Regions from separate parts of the Nomascus leucogenys genome. Here region 2 is linked to region 1. The links are chromatin contacts, called in public Hi-C maps. All regions are on one chromosome and are shown on one strand. The core of a region is the stretch at or near the end of the contact, and the rest is flanking DNA. Distances in the headings are between cores, read along the strand shown. Region 1 holds the start of SSBP3 (single-stranded DNA-binding protein 3). Region 2 has its middle 53 kb from the start of ACOT11.

Region 1 (2,700 bases), core at 154-2,653:
ATCCCACCGGCGCTCTCCAGGACCTTGCCGGCAGGCTTTGAGCCCTGTCTGCGCCGTCCCATTGTGGCCCCGACCAGAGGTGAGCAGCTAGCTCACCCCAAACAGGGCCGCCAGGTGCGAACAGTTAGGGGGTGGGGACCAGGGATCGCGTTACCTCAAGCAGTGAGGGATGGAGAGCAGCCCCCAAACTTGAACTTGCAAGTGGCGTCGCGGGCAAACCCACCTAGGGTCCTCAAACTCGCGAGCCACTCGACCCCACAGCCACCTTGCCTTTCCCGACCCATTCCTTGCTACGCTCTCGCCAGCTTTGCAGGTCCGAGGAGACTCGACTCTGGACTCCGGGTGCTTGGCGCGCTCTGGAGAGGGCAGCAAAGCGCCACCCTCGTCACCTCCCCCCAAACAACTGTGCCCCAAGCCTGGGGCCAAGCCGGCGTCACCGTCCCTGCCCAGCCCGGCGTCCGAGGACGCGGAGCCGGTGACGAAGCCGAGGGCAGGGAAGGGAGAGCGCTCCCGGCCGAACAAAGCCCCCGGCACGCACTCCTCACGCCGCGGGCGGACAAAAGGCGGCTTCGGGGCTGCAGAAGCCACGCGCCCCCTGCCCGCGCCCGGTGGGCAAAGTGCGGCCACCGCGGCGAGCGCCCGGCTGGGGAGAGCGTTCAAGCTCGCTGGCGGGACCTCACCCACCACTCACCGCGGGCCCCCGCGCCCGGCCCGCGCCACGGCCACCAAGTACCCCCTCCGGCGGCTCCCCCCGCCGCCCCTTCCCCGATCGCTCAACCTCCGCCAGCTCCCAACAATGGGCTCTCCCACGCCGCCCGCCGCGGCCTCGGGGAAGGGGCCAGGCAGGCGGCGCCTGGACCCGGGGACCCGAGGGCGCAGCAGCCTCCGGCCCCCGCCCGCCCGCCCACCTGCCTCCCACCGCCCGCCCGCAGCCCGGCGGCGGCGCGGCCGCCACTTGCAAAATAGGGCTTACTTTTCCCGAGCCTGCCCGTCCGAGGGCACCGCCGAGCCTTTGCCTTTGGCAAACATGGTTTACAGGGAAGAGGGCGCCGAGCCTCGCCGCCGCCGCCGCCGCCGCCGCTACCGCTCCGGCTCTCCCGAGCTGCCCCTCGCTCCCGGCCCCCTCCCCGGCGCTCGCTCGCTCTCTCGCTCGCTGGCGCTCTCCTCGCCGCGCTCCCCTCCCTCCCCCCCAGGCGCTGGCTCCGCGCTCTTTCCAGCTGTCAAAGCGTCAGCCCCGGCCGCGGCCCCATCGCCCTGGAACTCCTTCCGCGCCGGCTCGGCCTGGGGTGCCGCCGCCGCCGCCGCCCGCACGGCCGCCCTCTCTCCGCTCGCTCGCGCGCCCGCCCGGCTCCGCCTGCGCCGCCCTCTGCGCCTCCAGCACCGCTGTCGCCGCCGCCGCCGCTGGTCTACTTGGAGCTCAACCGAACGTGGCTACCCGGGCGAGGGAGCGAGGCGGGCGGCAACGTCCCGCGATGGATGGTCGCCTCGGCCAATCGGCGCACGCGGGGGCGGGCCCGGGCCGGCCGAGTGGGACGCCCTGACAGCGCCGGCCGCGGCAGTCCCCGCTGCGGCCGCCTCCGCGGAGCCGCTGCCTGCTCCTGCGGGCGAACTGGGGGCGTTCGGGGGCGCGAGCCTCTCTTTCTGTCCCCGGGGCGGGGGGCGACGTGGATCGGGCTGGGGGCACCCTGGTTTCCTCGCCCCAGCGAAAAGGGGGATCTGACCGGCGCTCCCCGCGGCGGGGACCACTAGGGGCTGGGGGGCGCTGCGGCAGCGTCCGATGGGAGGGGGCGCAGACCCCCAAGCGGTCGCCGCTCGCTCCCTCCCGCCACGTCCCTCTCTCTTATCTGCCCCTCAGCTCCCCCCCGCCCCCCGCCGCGGCCCGCGCCAGCCCAGCCCTTATCTCGCCCTCCCCTCTCGGTTGTCCTCCCCCTAGGCTCCGACCCCGACCCCCTCCCCAGACTCCAGCCCGGCCCCCAACCCGCCCCGCCCTCGGGCCTCACTCTCGCCCGGTCTGGCTTCCAAGCGCCGGGCCCGGGGCTCCACGCTGAGAGCTGGGCGGCTCGAGCCGGCGCCGAGGCGCGCGGCTGCTCCTTTACTAGATCATTAAAATACTTTGGAAAACCCCAAAGTGGAGCCGCGCGAAAATGGCCCTTGGCGTGCTTTGGGGAGCCGGGGGGGCTGGGGACAGGGGACTTGAACTAAGACGAGGGAGAGTGATTTCTCCCAAATTTCCAAGGTTTGCCAGTCCTGGCAAGTTAGCCCCTCGGCTTCTCCACGGGAAAGGGTGCCACTCGGGGATGGGGGGGCGTCACCTGGGCGGCCCGCGACGCGGAATGCGCGCCACAGAAATCTGCAAACTTCAAATAAATGGAGCTAAACTGGGGAGTTGGGGGACGAGAGTCAGGCGTAGGGGGAGGGGAAGCTTCCATTGTCAGTGACCCAGGTGTACAATGGGAAATTGAGGGGGGGCTGGCAGAGTGACCCAGCTATTTGCTGCTGACTCCTTTCTGCCCACGCCAAGAACCCAGAAGACACACTGCGTGCCCCTCATTAGAGACTCTTAAGACCAGATACCGGCGAAATAGGGGAAGGCTCCCCCATTTTCAGACTGTTTTTAGAGAGCGGATCTCTTTAAATGTGTTAAAACATTGTCGGCACTGTCTCTTTAAAAGAGTCAAGCAGAAAAAGCTGTGTAAGCGC
Region 2 (2,831 bases), core at 217-2,716, 57 kb after region 1:
CAAGAGTGCCTTCCTTGTGCCAGAGGCCATGCTGGGAGCTTTGTGTCCAGCATCCCATTTAATTATTACAGTAATCCGGCATGGTAGGTTCCAAGGAGGAAACTGAGGCTCGGTGAGAAGACTTGCCTAAGACCTCACACAGGTTAACGACCTCCTTGTATATATTATCTCCTTGTATCCTCCTGCCCCTCTCTGACTCCAAAACAGCCATCTAAAACCCCCAAAAGCTCAGAAACACAATGGCACACATAGAGTTTGTGTCAGAACTCCTGAATTTCTTTTGGGCAGATTCCACTTGGACCCCAGGGAAAGGATACTTAGAATTCAATCGGAAGACTGGTCCTCCTCTTTTGGAGGACAGAAGTCTTCTCAGCTGGACAGCACCTCCAACACTTGCTATACACATATAATTCCTCATCTTCCTTCCCACCCCAGACTTGCCCCTTTTCCAGGCCTGCCACCCCTCCAGTGCCCAAGCCGAGCACCTGAGCGTTCTTATCCATTGCCACATCCAATCCATAGGTCACCATTCTGCCATGTTACTTCCTTAAGAGCTCCTGATTCTGTCCCCACCTTCCAGTGACTTTGCACCTGCCCTTGTTGAGGCCTTATCATCTTTCAGAAAGATCACTGGTCCTTCCAAGCCATTCCCCATATGGCAGCTAGAGTGGTCTCTGGGAAAGGAAGAGGCCACGTCACACCTCTGTTCAAAACCATCCATGGCTCTTGTCCCAGGGCTCACCTTCTAAAAGCCCAGTTCTTCTACACTCCCCAGCAACACTCAGGGGCTTTGCCAGTCTCCCTCCCCACCCACCTACCCTCCCATACTATTTTCCACCTTTGTGCCTTTGCTGATGCTCTTCCCTCTTCACCTTGGCTTCCTCGGTCACTGCTACTTCCTAAGATTCCAGCCAGCCTCCCTTACTGCCCTAGGTTAGGGCCCTCCACTTCTCCCTCTTGCAACACTTGCCCCTGCAGTAGTAACAATAGCTGACATTGATGGATTGCTAACTCCATGCATTTTTCTTTATTGACCCATTTATTCCTCCTCATAGGCATTCTCTGAGGCAGGTTCTATGATCACCTGCATTTTTCCGACAGGTAACAGGTTAAGGGGAATGCTTGCAGTCACACTGTTTGGGGACTGGAACCCAGGCCAGCTGCCTCCAGAAAGCTGGCTTCTAATTCCAACATGCTGTCTCCTGCCGCAGTAACTGGGGATTTGGGGGTCTCTCTGCCTCCAGGGCGAGAATGTGAGATCGCGGAGGGTTGAGTGACTTCTGCCCCACATCCTGCGGCCAGCAGCCGGCCTTGGCTAGGAAAGGCGCTCGACGCCTGGCGCTGCCCTTCCGGGTTTCTGGCCGCTGCGGGGCTGTGAGGGCCCCTGGCGGGACCGGCCGCGGGTGGCCCAGCTGGGGTGGGCTTGGGGCCAGATGGGCTGCGCAGGGGCGGGGAGGCAGGGCCGGCAGGCCGGGGCCGCGCGTTGCCATGGGGACGCGGAGGGGGGGGCAGCCCCGCCCCGGCGCAGGGGGAGCAGGTGGCGGGACGGTGCGCGGGCTGGGGGAGGGGCCGGAAGGGGCCCGCGGGGTCGGGGCGCGCCCCCGGCTCCTCCGCCTCCTCCCAGCAGAGCGCCTCCGGCTGCTCCCTCCGCGATCCGGGCCCGCCGCAGAGCAAAGGGCTGGGGCCAGGACATTCAGGGGCCAGGACATTCAGGGGCCAGGACACTCAGGGGCCAGTCCCGGTTTAGGCTCTGATTCCCTGAGCATTTTGGGCAACTCACCACCTTTTAGCCTCAGTTTCCCCGACTGTGAATGGAGGGGTTGGACCAGGTTTCCAAGGACATTCCCAGCACACACTACTTTTTGTGGCTCTGGGACTGGGCGGGGAGGACTCAGGGCTACGTAATTTTTCACCCTCTTCCCAGGTGAAGACTTAATTTTTTCCACAGATGACATCCACTGTTGTATCCTGAACCGGGGAATGTCAGTTGTAAGAGCGGGCAGAGTCTCTGTACCCACCACCTCCATTGTACAGATGGGGCCGCAGCGGACCGTGTGGGTCACACAGCGCATGGGAGGCAGGGGCGGGGTGAGAAACCCGGTTTGAACCTCACAGCACCCCACCATCACCTCCTGCCTTGGAGCCGAAACCGGGTTTGGGCGTGGGGGAGGGGCAGTTGCCGTGGGAAGAAAACACCCCTGCGCTCCGGTCTGCAGGCGCCAGCTGCCAAGATGGCAAGGAGACTGACTGCCTGAGCGCAGACTCGAGGCAGGGGCTTCCTGTCTGCGAGGAGGCCCCGGTGGCTGTTCTCCCACTGCCCACACCCTTCTGGTCTCCATCAGTGACTGGTACAGCGCTGTGGCCCTGTTGCCAGCCTCCCTCCACCCACCCTAACCCTAGTAAGCGGACAGCCAGGGTCCCAACCAGACAGTTTTGCCCCAGTGCTGGGCCTCCTCTCTCCCCGGCCCCCAGTTCTCAGGGGAGGCCCGGCTTTCCTGGGGAGTAGAGCCCCTTTCTATTTCCTCCTCCTGGAGGACCCATTTCTGAGTTCTCAGAGCCTTGGCTATGGAGGTGGTGGTTCTGAGAGGTCTGGGCTGGCTTCTCTGCCCTCTGGCTGGAGTCGCTGGGGACAGGCTCTGCTCGGGTTCCCAGCTGAGGGTGGCTGGAGGTGCTGCTGGGGGTGGGGGATGGTAGAGGGGAGCAGGCAGAGGCAGGGTCTGTCCCTTTAAGGTACAGCTTGCTGCTGAAGCGCCAAACACACACACACACACACACACCCCACACACGCCAGTCTCTCTCTTGCACACAGCCACACACACACACACTCCCAG

The links. A called contact is a pair of places that touch in the nucleus more often than the background predicts.
Region 2: a Hi-C map of a lymphoblastoid cell line shows a contact between it and region 1, with 3 times the contacts expected there. The contact joins the enhancer-like site here to the promoter of SSBP3 in region 1. A contact is called at or near these places in 2 of 4 Hi-C or Micro-C datasets (both in a lymphoblastoid cell line).

What each region holds. Positions count from the first base shown.
Region 1 is chr5:47,719,700-47,722,399 of Asia_NLE_v1, forward strand. SSBP3 (single-stranded DNA-binding protein 3) reads right to left here and starts at 1,404. Exons shown (of 18, transcript XM_030813023.1): 1 at 974-1,404. The coding sequence starts at 1,029.
Region 2 is chr5:47,776,590-47,779,420 of Asia_NLE_v1, forward strand. No RefSeq gene overlaps it. Among named protein-coding and RNA genes, the nearest start is that of ACOT11, 53 kb to the right of the region's middle. Within about 2 kb of position 1,467, the one cell type or tissue checked has an H3K27ac peak away from gene starts, as active enhancers do. A contact at or near this core is called in a lymphoblastoid cell line, where this site is marked.